2 separate regions of the Mus musculus genome follow, and region 1 is linked to region 2. Evidence: chromatin contacts called from public Hi-C data. All regions are on one chromosome and are shown on one strand. The core of a region is the stretch at or near the end of the contact, and the rest is flanking DNA. Distances in the headings are between cores, read along the strand shown. Region 1 overlaps Gm36619 (a long non-coding RNA gene). Region 2 holds the start of Coq2 (coenzyme Q2 4-hydroxybenzoate polyprenyltransferase).

Region 1 (7,160 bases), core at 1,806-4,305, 60 kb before region 2:
ATAGGATCTACTGTCGAACTTGTGTAGGTGAGATCGGCTAGGCCTCCTGCCGTCTACCTTCACTATCATGCTAAGATCGCAGGATGTGTCCATGTACTTAGCTTATGCCTGCCTTATCCGGACAGCAATGTGTGCCAGCTACAATCCAGACCTAGTGAATTGCTGTGATAGGGTTCTGTGGTGAGTTTATCGTGGGACAGCTGATGACAAGCAGATTAGGCTCTTTGACTGCTGATTTTTCGCTGTGGCACATTCGCTATAGCAACCCGGGCTCTGCAGCTGCTGGATGGATAGGGGAGACAACCACAGGGCTGCTACCATGAACCCAGTCTAGTGTGCTTAAAAAAAAAAATCCATGAAAACCCAAATCTCTTGCTTCAAGGCTGGCCATGATGGCACACACCTTTAATTGCAGTATTTACTAGGGAAGCAGAGGCAAGAGGACTTCTGTGAGTTCTTTGAAGCCAGCCTACACTACAAATTCCAGGCTAGCCATGGAGACACGGTGAGATCCTGTCTTAAAACAATAATAACAAAACTCAACCCTGTTTGTAGCTAGGTATCACTTACAGCAAGGGGACGCAGGCACATCTCTTCTGCTGTTTTCTTCCCATGTGACTTTCTATTACTCTCCTACCTCAGTTTCCCTGTCTGCACCATGAGGTTAATAACTGAACGAAAAGACAAAGAAAGGGGAAAGGGGGAGGGGGACATGATCACTCCTAAAGTATGGAGAGGAGTTTTATTGTAGATATGAGGGAGAAAGCAGACAGAGGGAAAATTTCAGGCTGAACACGACCGGGAGACTAAACTGGACCATGAGAAGAGATGGGGAGGGCGGGCAAGAGAGGCGATCAGGTCCAAGAGGCCAAGAGAGTGAGTGGCAAAGTCGAAATGGCTGAGTTATATAGGGATCAGGCTGGAGGGAGGAAAGTGGAAGCCCAGCTCCTGCATAGGAGAGGTTTAGAGTGAGGTGTGTGGTGAGAAGTGCTGGGAGGAGCCACAGGTACTGAGGGATGCTGGGAGCGCTGGCAGGCTTCGGCTTTGATATGTTTATAGGCACCTCAGTTAGTGATAGCTTCATCTGCCTCGCTTATGTAAGAGCCAAGTCAGCTACACAATGGTTTTGCTGGGTAAGTGGTATCCTTAGCTTTATTAGAGTCTCTCTCAATGTCACTGTGTTCTCCAGTGGGCTTGAGGAAGAAGCCATCTTCCCAGTGAGACTGACCTTCCGGCAAGGGCTGTGAGGATTCTCCAGAGGGCCAAATCTGCCCCGTTCTACGGAATCATCCCAGAGCGCTGGCTTTGAGCCTATTTTCTAGCTCCCTGGGCAATTTTGAAAGTACCTAATTACCTCTATAAAAAAATTCCTAGTCTGGGATGGAGAGATGGCTCAGTTTGCTGTGCAAATGTAAAGACCTGAGTTCAAATCCCAGGGACCCACTCAAAAAAGAAAAAAAAAAAAAAAAAAAGCAAACATGACCGAACCCACTTGTTATTTCTGTGGAGCTTGCTGGCTGTCAACCTGAGAATACCGTGGAAAGTGGTAAGGCAGGACACTTGATGTCTTCCACTGGCCAATATGAGCACACTACAATACACATACACATACACATACACATACACATACACACACACACACACACACACACACACACACCCACACACACATACATTGTCTCCCTAAAACACATGAGTTATGCTCAGCTCCTACAAATAAATCCTTAGCACCCTGCCTGAGTCTCTGTCTATGTCACTGCTATGAAGAGTCGCCATAACCAAGACACCGTAGGAAAGAAAGCATTTAACTGGGGGCTTGCTTACAGCTTTAGAAGGTGACTCTATGCCCACTGTGGCAGTCGGGCAAGCATGGTGCTGGAACTGTGGCTGAGAGCTTACATCTTATTCACAAACTGGAGGCAGAGAGAGAGAGAGACAGAGAGAGAGAGAGACAGAGAGAGAGACTGAGCCTGCCATAGGCATTTGAAAGCCCAGGCTGGCTTCAGTTCTCCATGCTAGGCAGTGTTTTTGAGTTGTTAGCCCTAAGCATCTACAGGAAGAGACTTAGGAAGAGCTCGGTGCTGTTTTAGGCCACAGGCTGTTATAAACAAAGGCCCTAAGAATAGGCATCTTACAATCAACGCTCATTTCCCAGAACCCTAGAGACCAAGGTTTTGGTCTCGGTCCCCACTGACTCAGTGCCTGGTGAGGGTGAGCTCTCTGCTTCGGGGTGGGGGTGGGGGCACAGTTCTCTAGGGCTTTGTTCTTATTTTTTTCATGATAGGAGTGCAGTCTTAAAAGTGCTTCCATAAGAACACTACTTTTGTCTGTGAGGACTCTGCCTCTGTGACCTGCCCATACCTTCCAAAGCTACTATCTCCAAATGTCATTGCCCTGGACACAAGCACTTAGTGTATGGTGATGGTGTTCTGTTTGTTGATACATGCTTTGATGTCAGCGACTGTTCTGTACCTCCAAATAATACAGTCTGTCATAGACTTATTAAATGTCTGAGCCTTTGCCTCGGGGTATGATGGGGTTGATAAATCTCCACTGAAAAGTACAAGTTCTTGAGATAACCAAGGAGACAGTGAAATGTGGCTATCTCTATACGTGTGTGGTTATCTCTATACATGTGTGGCTATCTCTATATATGTGTGGTTATCTCTATACTTGTGTGGTGTGTTCATTTTCTGCATTTTTATTTTGTTGTGTGTGAGAATTTTTGTCTGTGTGTATGTATTTCTTTGCATGCATATATGGATGCACCATATGCTCCAAGAGGCCAGAAGAGGCCGTTGATCCCCCTGGATACAGAGTGACAGGTGGTTGAGATCTCTCTAATATGGGTGCTGAGAACTGAACTCAGACCCTCTGCCAAAGCAGCAAGTGCTCTTAACCAGGGACCAGTCTCTCCAGCCAGCCATAAAAAGGCCTCTACTTCACAGCCACAGCTGTTAATTACAGGTTGTAATTCATGAGCGCTAAGCAGTATAACTGGGACAAAGCAGAGGCTCTGCGGTGACCACAGAGTCATAGGTCCGACCAGCCAGGCTCACGGGGCCTGGACCCAGGAAGCAGAAGGCTGTGGGGAACCAGCTGGCTTGTCTCTCTGCCACGCCCCAAGCTTGACCTACCTTCGCTGAGCACATCTGCTTCTGTCCCTGCAGAGGGGCTCTCAGCCTCTGTAGATACAATGCCAGGGCTAGGGATACTCCCCGGCAGTGACTTCAGCATCCTCATTACAAGACTTGGCATACGCATACCAACAGGAGCTCATAGAACACATGTACCACTCCAGAATCACTTCTGTATAAGTGTGTGTGTGTGTGTGTGTGTGTGTGTGTGTGTGTGTGTGTGTGTGTTGGTGGGGGGGGGGGAGGATATGGCTTTTGGAGGTGTGAGACCAGGTAGACAGTGTGGCATGAAGGTAAGAATACTTCAGGGATCAAGGACTTTGTAAGCTTAAAAAACTTTCTTTTCATATACGTATAGCTAGTCCATTGAACATAGCCTCCTAGCCCTCCCTTCCGTTTTTCTCACAAGACTTTGTTACTTCAATAGGAAAACCATGTGATGGTTATGTCTGCATATAAGAACACAATGACCTTCACATTTAAAACAGAGACTCTGCATATGTATCCCCATGTATCCCCCCTGAAATAGCTCAGTGGCTTTAGAGTTTTCCTTATCCAAAAATACCATCTGGTGACTCTGAGAAGTTATCAGAGTAAGTACAAAGATAATAATGAGATAAATAAAAATAGAACTCTGGAAGTTGTCCAATGGCCAAGTCGTGCTCAGGATGCAATTAGGCAGTTGGAGAGGGGCATCCATTTACCCGAGCCACTGGGGCACCATTGAAGAGATCCTTACTCCAGTAAATGAGAGTAAATGGGCCTCTAGTGACTGGGAAACTTGAGGCTGTTTTCAAAAGTTCTGATTTGCACCCAGGGAGTACCAGGAAGAATCTGGGAGGAATAAATAGCCAGATAAATAATGCAAGAGCCGAGTGTGGGCCAAGATGGAAGTCGGAGTTGAGAGAGCAGGTGCTGACGGATGTTTCAAAGCGTATGTCACAGGAAGGTGATCACAGCACATTGATCGGCTCTGACACCGGGGTGTCGGCAAGGGCAAGGATGCACATGGACTCACTTGTGTATTCCTAGCTGAAGCAAGGGCTGAGCTGAGGATGGAGACACCAGCTATTGGAAGTAGGAAGCCCAGAGGAGAGTAGCCGGTTCCTCCTGGAGCCCCTGCTTGTCACAGCTGCTTTCCTTGCTGCAGACTCAACGCCGTCCTCTGTGGAACTTACAGTCACTGTAAGAAACTTCTCTGTATCTTCATGGGCCGATTTTTGTCTGCAGATGGAACGTCATTGGTTATTTTCACTTTTGAAATTAGTATTTGGGGGAGAGCAAGGTGCCTCGGTGGATAATAAAATCACTTGCTACACAACCCAGAGTTGGATCCTCCATTAGAGTGAGAGAATGCAGTACCAGAAGTTGTCCTCTGACTTCCACTCATGTGACGTGGCCCTCACTCACCCACAGATCACACACTACAATAATAAATAAAATTAAACAGCAAATAATGTTGACATTTTACAGAGTTTTTAATTAAGTAAAGAAATCAGCCTTGGCTATTTCCAGATAGACTAATGCATTCACCATATTTGAATCTCTTCACCATTACTATGTAAACAAACACAATGTTCCCATGTTTTTGAATATCTTAAGGCCTAACAAACTGTTAATATGTCAACTTAAAAATACCAGCTGTTGCCTGGCAGTGGCCGTGCATGTCTTTAATCCCAGCACTTGGGACTCACCATGAGTCTCCATGATAATAAAAAAGTAGGCCAGGTGGTGGTGGCAGTGATGCATGCCTTTAATCCTAGCACTTGGGAGGCAAGGCAGAGGCAGGCGGATTTCTGAGTTCAAGGCCAGCCTGGTCTACAGAGTGAGTTCCAGGATAGCCAGGGCTACACAGAGAAACTCTGTCTCGAAAAAAGCAAAAGGAATCAAACACAAAAATGAGCTGTCACTTGTTCAAGTGTTCAGATAATCTGGAAAAGGAAGCTAAAATATTACTCTGATAGACCAAGTTATTTTAAGCATTTCTATATCAAAAATGAGTGGTTCAGGGGCTAGAGAAGTGCCTTGACAGCTAAGAGCACTGGTCCAATTCTCAGCACCCCAACTTATGTGTCCCAGGGGATCTGATGCCCCCATCTGGTCTCTGCAGGCAGGAGGCATGCATGTGCTGCATAGACATACTTGCAGGCAAATTCATTTGCATAAAGTAAAAATAAACACACCTTGAAAAAAAATCTACAGCTTTGTTAGCCTGAAATGTTTGTGCCTGGATGTGGTTTTCATGGACAACCCTATCTTTAGTGTTTTCTGAGAGTACTCGGTTTGTCCCAAGGAGAAGAACATGTTCCACCTCCTCCAGAGGTTGGTGCTCTGATGGATGAGGGTCTGAGAAGCACCCAGAGGGTCCCGAGGATCCTGATGGATCCTCCAGAGCGGCCTCCAGAGTGGCTTTGCTCTCGGCCTCTGCCTGAGTCAAGTTCTCTCTTCTAACTACAGTGACCTTTAGAGTTTGGGACATTTTGTTTTGTTCTTCTGAGGAATGAATCCAAGGTGTTGCACAGGCTCAGCGAGTACTTTACCACTGAGCTACACTACCTCATATGTGGATGGGAAAAAAACAAAAAAAAAAACAAAAAAACAAAAAAAACGACAGCTCGGTGTCCCAGTTGCTGGAGGGCATGCTCACTTACAGGGCTAACGTATCCATCAGGCAAAGATGAGGTGCCCGAGGGGTTGGCAAATATGTTTTAATTTCTTTTAAATTAGAGGGAAAAAATCTCAGTGTTAAGTATACGTACCAAATTCAGCTTGGGTGTTTGTTTGTTTGTTTGTTTGTTTTGTCTCTTGTGGCCCTCACTCACTTCCAACTCACTAAGTAGCTGAGGCTGACCTTGAACTTCTGATCCTCCTTCATCTACCTAGGATTACAGGTGTGCAGTACCATGAATTATTGCATGCAGGATCTGAGACAGGATCTAGGAATTCTCATGCATGCAAGGCAAATATTCCACCAGCTAAGTTCTATCCCCAGCCCTCTGCTGGAACGATACCATTTGTATAGCAAAGCAATGGTGAACTATGACCTCTAAAGCTTTTCATGGTGGGGAAGCTGCCTTGGGGCTGGGAAAGTCAACTGTGTCACTGATCACCCTGGGTAAGAGCACCCGACTGCTCTTCCGAAGGTCCGGAGTTCAAATCCCAGCAACCACATGGTGGCTCACAACCATCCATAACGAGATCTGACTCCCTCTTCTGGAGTGTCTGAAGATAGCTACAGTGTACTTACATATAATAAATAAATAAGTATTAAAAAAAAGATTTTAAAGACCTATTTATTGGTGTGTGTGTGTGTGTGTGTGTGTGTGTGTGTGTGTATGTATGTATGTATGTATGTATATGTGAACTTCACATCATGCCCCCAGTCCCACTCATCACCCCTTCGCCTCAAACCTGCCCTCCATCCTTGCAAATTCCCCTACAACAAAGAGAAAAAAAATCTCGTGGAAACTGTAGGGTAGTCACAGCGTGTCCCACTGTGTTCCATTTTGTCCACACCTCTTTGCTTGCAAATGTTCATTGCAATGACTGGCTGGTCTGGCAGGAGGCCTCTCAGAGCCTGAGTCCTGTGAGAACCTACACTGGCTTTCCTTTTCTTTATTTCCCTCCACCTCTTCCTCCTTTTCCTTTTATAGTGCTGGGGGTGGAACTCGGGAATTTAGGCTAGGCTAGCCCTTTAGTACTGACCTCCAACCCCAGTCTAGTTACTGAGACAAGGTCTCATTATGCAGCTCAGTATGGCCTTGAGCTCATGATCCCCTTGCAAGTGCCAGCACCCATTGCAGGGACCCAATTCTTAAGTCAGCTCACAGGGCTCTGACAGCCACCCAGAATGAGACACCAAGCTGATATAGTTTGCACTTCCTTGTCTTTTTTTACACATCTGAATTCACAGAATTTAGGGCTTTGTGCTTTTTCTTCCATATCTTGAAGGATGTATAATCCTTTCACACATTAAAATGCTGTCCAATGAGCAAAAAAATTGAATAGTCATGCATTCTATAA
Region 2 (7,288 bases), core at 2,659-5,158:
TAGGCATTTTGATTTTGAATATTCAAAGAATTTATATTTGAAACCTGAGATGGTATTGTCTGCGTAAATTTAAGTTCCTACTTTTTTTTAAAAAAAAAGGCTAGAACTATGTTGTAGATTCTATCCAACTTATTAATTAGAACTTCATGATTGTGTAGAGTCAGAATGTTACAGATCCAGAACCAAAATTACCTTTGACTATTGTCTTCATCAGGGTTTCTATTCCTGTACAAACATCATGACCAAGCAGCATGTTGGGGAGGAAAGGGTTTCTTCAGCTTACACTTTCACATTGTTGTTCATCACCAAAGGAAGTCAGGACTGGAACTCAAGCAGGTCAGGAAGCAGGAGCTGATGCAGAGGACATGGAAGGATGTTACTTACTGGCTTGCTTCCCCTGGCTTGCTCAGCTTGCTTGCTTATAGAACCCAAGACTACCAGCCCAGGGATGGCACCACCCACAATGGGACCTCCCACCCTTGATCACTAATTGAGAAAATGCCTTACAGCCAGATCTCATGGAGGCATTTCCTCAAGGGAGGCTCCTTTCTCTGTGATAACTCCAGCTTGAGTCAAGCTGACACACAAAACCAGTCAGTACAACTATCTTTAGTTCCCTTGCTAATCAGTCACTGCTAACCTCTGTCTCTGAACTAACATCCAACCATCACATGAAACCTTTTAATGTATTCACTTAGTCTACCAACCCCAAACTAATTGCCAGAGGATTTATTCCTTCCTTTTGGTGTGTACTATTACTTCTATGTTGGAACATGGTTCTGGGGTAATCTGAAACCGTGTTCTTGAACCACAGTCATGCATGTGGCTCAGAATAGACTCATATTCCCTGTGAAGTAAGAGGTATGGTTTTGTGTTGATGTATGCTACCTATTTAAAAATATTTGTAAATTTACTTGACTATTTTGTTAGTCATTGCTCACTGGTGCTGGCCACTGAGACTGATCTGGGTTAAATCCCTGAGATCCACATATTTGACTTCACACACATGTGAACACATGCACACCCAGACACTCACACACACATATGTGGACTCTCTCTCTCTCTCTCTCTCTCTCTCTCTCTCTCTCTCTCACACACACACACACACACACACACACACATCACTACACCCAGATGAAAATCGTTTTTTAAATTATTGAGGCAGCTGGACATGGTGACACGTGCCTTTCTTTAATCACAGCACTTGGGGAGGCAGAACAGGCAGATCTCTGTGAGTTTGAGGTCAGCCTGGTCTACATAGAGAGTTACTGGCCAACCAGAGCTACAAAGCCCAACCCAGCTTCAAAAAATGAAGGGAGGGAGGGAGGAAAGGAGGGAGGGAGAAAGGAAGGAAGGAGATGGGGGAGGGAGAGGGAGAAAGAGTCAAAGTAGTTTAGAGGCATGTACAATAAGAGGCATATGCAATACAAATTGCTGGTAAGATACTTCTAATAGCCGATAGGTGTATGAGAAAGGCACGGCCGCATGAAGACCAGTGCTCAGTTACATTACTGAATGTTAAATGCAATAACATTGAAGTTTCCCTAATCTTTCTTGTCTGCCTTGTTAGTGAGACCTTTTAAGCTCACATGCCTGTTAGCTTTTAATCTGCACCTTATCTTATTGCTCCAATGATTTTCATTATTTATTTCACCCTTGTGGTTCACAGCCTCTCCACAAAAAGAATACTTTCCAAGTCCAGGAATAGAACTTCCCAGGGCATATGAGTTTGAAACCATTTTTACCTTCTTTAAAAAACAAAAAAACACTCATGGAAGGAGTTACAGAGACAAAATTTGGAGCTGCGACGAAAGGATGGACCATCTAGTGATTGCCATATGCAGGGATCCATCCCATAATCAGCTTCCAAACGCTGACACCATTGCATACACTAGCAAGATTTTGCTGAAAGGACCCAGATATAGCTCTCTCTTGTGAGACTATGCCGGGGCCTAGCAAACACAGACGTGGATGCTCACAGTCAGCTATTGGATGGATCACACGGCCCCCAATGGAGGAGCTAGAGAAATTACCCAAGGAGCTAAAGGGAACTGCAACCCTATAGGTGGAACAACATTATGAACTAACCAGTACCCCGGAGCTCTTGACTCTAGCTGCATATGTATCAAAAGATGGCCTAGTTGGCCATCACTGGAAAGAGAGGCCCATTGGACTTGCAAACTTTATATGCCCCAGTACAGGGGAACGCCAGGGCCAAAAAGGGGGAGTGGGTGGGTAGGGGATTGGGGGGGTGGGTATGGGGGACTTTTGGGATAGCATTGAAAATGTAAACGAGGAAAATACCTAATAAAAATAAATAAATAAATAAATAAATAAATAAAACAAAACAAACAAACAAACAAAAAACCAAAAAAACCCAAAACCTCAAACATTTATTCCATGTATTTAGTTATTTAGTGTGTGTGTGTGTGTGTGTGTGTGTGTGTGTGTCTCCCACGGAAGGCCACAGACATCATGTCACAAAAGCAAAAGGTTGCTATTGACCCTCTATGGAGTTAACAGAACAGGGCAGAGAGCCATGGTCGCTCCTGCTTCATGCTAATAACTATTCTTTGGACTCAGTCTAGTCTTTACTTTTATAATGTCCTACTACCACTGCAGGACAAGTTGAAATGGGTTTGAGAGTGAAAAAGTTAGTGGACTTTAAAATACATTTTTTTCAAATAAAAAAAAAGCAATTTTAAAAAACAGCTTTATCATCCTTTCCCTCTAAAATAGAAAGCATTCGCAATGATTTTTGCATTTTAAATATTGTGTTGGGAACTCCAGGCAAATGGAAATAGTGTGCAAGTGTGAAAGAGCCTCGTGTTTGGCATGGCGGCACCTATGCTACCTGAAAGGGTGCTTGAAAATAAACAGCGTGGAGGCAACTTTTGGGAAAAGAAAGGAGCCTCAAAGGCCGCAAACCTGTAGAGGAGCTCAACTGGCAAGCAGCAGATGGAGCTAAAAGATCAAAGGACCAGCAGCGCTTCCCAGACTGCAAAGGCCAGCGCGCCCCCTGCTGCACCTTCCTCAAGCGCCAGGCCAGGATCACAGAACTCACTTCATAGGCTTTAAGGAAGGGCACCGAAAAGGATACACCACCATCTCAAAACACTAAAATCCAGATAAGCGACTTGTCCAGAGCCAGTCAGTGAGGGGTTACCGTGGAATAACACATACCAGGTACCTGCAAACATGCAACGGCCAACTATATTAACAAGGGTCGCATAAAGTTGGTTATTGTTTTGTTTTTCTTTGTTTTATTTTTCAAGACAGGGTTTCTCTGTGTAGCTCTGGCTGTCCTGGAACTCACTCTTTAGTAAGCTGGCCGAAAACGTAAAGATCTGACTGCCTCTGCCTCCCGAGTGCTGGGATTAAAGGAGTGCGCCACCACCACCTGGTTATGAAGTTGTTCTTGAGTGAAACTGCATCCTTTTTAGCTGTCAAACTTAGGTTCACCTCGAGTAAAGAATTTCCCTTAAGTATATAGATATAGATAGATATACTTAAATTCATATATATGTATATATATGAGTATATGTATATATGAATATACATATATAAAAATTTACATAATTTGATTTGGCTTTTTGTTTCCCTTTTAGTGTTAGAAGGTGAACATTCCATGTAGTTAACATTTTTGGACTTAAGTTTTTCTTTTTATGGTAGAACTATTCCATACAAATAAACAAACACTCTCCTTTTGAGTTCATTAAGAAGCCTGGAGATGGAGAGATGGCTCAGCGGTGAACAGCACCTGCTGCTCTCCTTACAGAGGACCCAGGTTTGATTTCTAGCACCATACGGCTCAGCCCGGTCTGTAAATCCAGTTCCAGGAGCGCGCGCGCCACCACTGCGCATGCCTGCCCGCGGCCCGTCGCCCTGGATGACGCCACCGACCGGCGTCCAGCCTGGCGCCATGCTGCGCTGGGGAGGCGCGGGGCTCGCGCGGGGCCTGCGGGCCGTTCGGTCCGCATGGCTGCGAGGTCCGCGCGGGCTCCCATTGGCCCTGGTGCGCAGCGCAGGGGTTCCGGGCGCGCGGGATCGGCGAGCCCCGGCCCCCGGGACGCAGCGGGGCCGAGCTCTCAGCCTGTCGGCCGCGGCCGTGGTGAACTCGGCGCCCCGCCCGCTGCAGCCCTACCTGCGCCTCATGCGCCTGGACAAGCCCATAGGTGAGTGGGGCGGGCTGGGCTGCGCTGCGCTCGACAGCCTGCCTGCCTGAGGAGCAGGGCCGCAGTGACCGCGACTCCGCTGCGATGCACCCATTGGGCCAGTCCCCTCGGGACTCGGTCAGGACCTTAGCCAGGGACACGCAGATTTTCCCTCGCTCTGAGCCGGGAGTCCCGGAGGCGGACGTTGATAATCACATATTCCCAGACCATTCCACAAACTCCAGACCACTCCTACCCCATTCAGATGTGAGCAGGTGCTCCTTTGCTTTCACGAAGCTTTTGATTGTTGATTTGCAGTTTTGAAGCATTTCTGCATTCATTAGTTTTCGATTTTTGCCTCCAATTATGTAAGGCCCAAGGGGCATGTAAGTAAGACTATTGAAATCAAGGCTCCTCGTCAGAGCCAGACCAGAAGGACCCCAAAAGTGTTACTACTGGGCTTTTTTTCCCCCTCATCACCGGTTACAAAGATTGAGAGCATCTGAACACAGCCGGGTTATCGTGCTTTAGAATTGCCCGCCAACGTAAACTCACACAAGCCTCTCTATGACCTTCTTTTTCTCAGTCTTTTTCATCAAAGTGCTCACGGACTATTGACACCTGTGACACAATATAAGCTCCGTCTGCACGCAAGGTTTCTGTCTAGTTGGTAAAACGATGCCCGGAGTTGTAGATGAAGTCACCTGGCCTTAGTGACAGAATGAGCTAGGAAAACTACCAGCTTTGAAAGAATTTGTTTCTGGCTGGAAAAGACAGTTGATAACCTAGGAAAGTATGGAAAAGTATCAGAGGTATAGGTCATGCACAGGAAAAGAAAAATAACTTACTGTCTCCAGAGTTCGAACAACTGAAAAAAATAGTACTCCAAAGGAAATGCTATATTATAGAGTAGAGAGGTCTTGGAGAAATATTTTCAAAATCCAAGGGTAGCTAAATATGGTGGCTCACATCTATAGTCTAACATCCAACGGCAGGAGGGCTGATTCAAGTTGCAAGTCAGTCTGGGCTTTATATTCTGAAATAAAAGCCAAACAAACAGACTTAGTGCTGAAACATTAAGACTAGGAGCCTGACCTGCAACCCTGGAAAGATGTAGGAAGAGGGATACAACTGAATTCCAGCTAATCTAGATGTCAGTATGTACAGTTTCAGCGTATGGAAGAACATCCAAATGCCAAACTTATTTGTTCTGCCTTTACCTATCCAGGACCCCCAACGTGGCCCCGTTTGGGTTTGGTGTTTGTTTTTGGACAGGGTCCCATATGTGTCTTTGGCTAACCTTGACCTCCTGCCTCCATTTCCCAGTTGCTAGGACTGCAGGCACTCTCCTCCATGCCTGGCTGGACCTGTTTTATTTTGCATAAGACAAGGGCTTGCTTTGTACTGCAGGTTGGCCACAAACTCCAGAGCTTGCCTCAGCGTCCAGGTGACAAAGTGGGTGGGGTGGCAGTAGCCAGGTGTCACTGTTGATATTCTAGATGTGAATGCTCCCTGTGTGGGTTTTAAGCACCGAATCACTGCAACAAGAGATTATAGACACCTATTAAATAGAAGGCAGGCCTGCCATTATTAGGGTGTTGTATAATTCAGGGTTTACACAAGCATTTTATAATTCTGTTCTTAGATTCTGGGTGACAAAGCTACAAGAGAGACTTGCAGACACGCAGGACAGATCAACAGCTGCCATTGTTTCTGTTTTCACAATTAAGCATCATTAATCTAGTGGCTGTACATCCTGCCATGTAACAGGACTCTATAAAGTGATTCTGAGCCACATTTTTGAGCCAGACCTTGTGGTTTTGAACCTTCAGCTCAATCCAGTGGAGGGACTGTGGTTAAATTACTTTCTGTCTCTGCACCGTCGTTTCTTTCTCTATAAAAGGAAAGTGCTAATGTTGACTTTAATCTACACATGGTAAATACTTTGACCATAGTGCCTTCACATAAGGGCTCCTGAGGCATTAGTCACAGAACTGGAGATTAGAGAAACGTACCTTTGTAGTTATTTGTGCTGAGTGCCTTAAGATACTGGCCTGTATGTTTTGATTCTAAATAAGACAGTTACAAGGTAAAATTCATTCTGTGAATAGTTTTGGACCCCTGCCTTGTGTCAGGAGCAGAAATTGACAGTAGAGTTCCTGGTTTAATATGTATATGTCTTGTAAGACAGTGATACAGTTATTGTTTTACTGTATTGATGTTATATCTACTTACTTTCATAGAGCAGTATTAGTCGTTGTGTTTTAGAAGGCAGTAGCAAAGCTTTTTTGTTGTTTCTCAGTACTAGGAGTGGAACTCAAAGGGTCTCCCATAGGCTAGTCAAGGGACTTACCTACCACTGGGCTACATCACTGGTCAGTCAACCGGTGTCATTTCAGGAAGTTTTGGCAGGTGGCGCTCTTTCCACCAGGTTGGCAGTGTGTTTCCCTCTTCACTGCAGTTGCGGGTTGTCCTAAGGGAAATCTATCGTTAGAGAATTGTAAGCTCAGTCTACACAGACCTTTAGCCCTGCCCTGCCCATCCCATTCAGAATCTGACCATTGTATTTCCTCTCCCAGAGAATCTTTCCATTTTATAATAAACAAGTCTGTCTACAGCCTGTTTGGCGTTTCTCACTACCTCTACACCTTTCTTCACAGAATAACTGTAAGGAATGAAAGTGTCACAGGGAAGATAGAAAGGAGTGCCCCTGGCAATCAGTGGGGACAGAAGTAGGGTTTTTGTGGGGTTGGGACATGGGTATGAGAAGGAATTTTTGACTTATGGTTCCACCAGACTGCTGGTTTAGAATTCTGTCTTAACACTGTGGCTTTGGGCAAACCGTGACTCCATCTCTCAGTCTCTGCGTTCCTTACCTTTCTCTTGCTGTGATAAAGCCTCATGGCCCAGGCTGGGCTCACCGTTCCAAAGGGACAGGAGTTTGTTGGGGCAGGGAGCCTGGCAACAAGTCACAGCCGGAGCAGAAGCTGGGAGTTCACACCGTGAACCGTGGACAGCATACAGAGGCTACACCCAGAATGGCGGCATCTCCTCCCAAAGCCTCCCTCCAGCGGCACACATTCTCTCAGAGTACGCCTCTGACGCTCCCAAACAGCACCAGAGCCTATGGGGCT

What was found. Hi-C and Micro-C count contacts between places; a contact is called where the count stands out from the background.
Region 1: a Hi-C map of the MNK3 cell line shows a contact between it and region 2, with 2.2 times the contacts expected there. The contact joins the enhancer-like site here to the promoter of Coq2 in region 2. A contact is called at or near these places in 3 of 39 promoter capture datasets (the C10 cell line and pre-B cells), 3 of 484 Hi-C or Micro-C datasets (B cells, CD4 T cells and the MNK3 cell line), 3 of 115 datasets of contacts at active chromatin or transcription factors (effector CD8 T cells, embryonic stem cells and memory CD8 T cells) and 1 of 9 other capture datasets (liver).

Annotation. Positions count from the first base shown.
Region 1 is chr5:100,730,191-100,737,350 of GRCm38.p6, reverse strand. It overlaps Gm36619 (a long non-coding RNA gene), which reads right to left. Exons shown (of 4, transcript XR_389416.3): 3 at 4,156-4,361. Among named protein-coding and RNA genes, the nearest start is that of Gm36619, 6.7 kb to the right of the region's middle. Within about 2 kb of position 3,055, at least 15 of the 459 cell types and tissues checked have an H3K27ac peak or open chromatin away from gene starts, as enhancers often do. A contact at or near this core is called in the MNK3 cell line, where this site is marked.
Region 2 is chr5:100,670,876-100,678,163 of GRCm38.p6, reverse strand. It overlaps Coq2 (coenzyme Q2 4-hydroxybenzoate polyprenyltransferase), which reads left to right and starts at 3,908. Exons shown (of 7, transcript NM_027978.2): 1 at 3,908-4,175. The coding sequence starts at 3,923.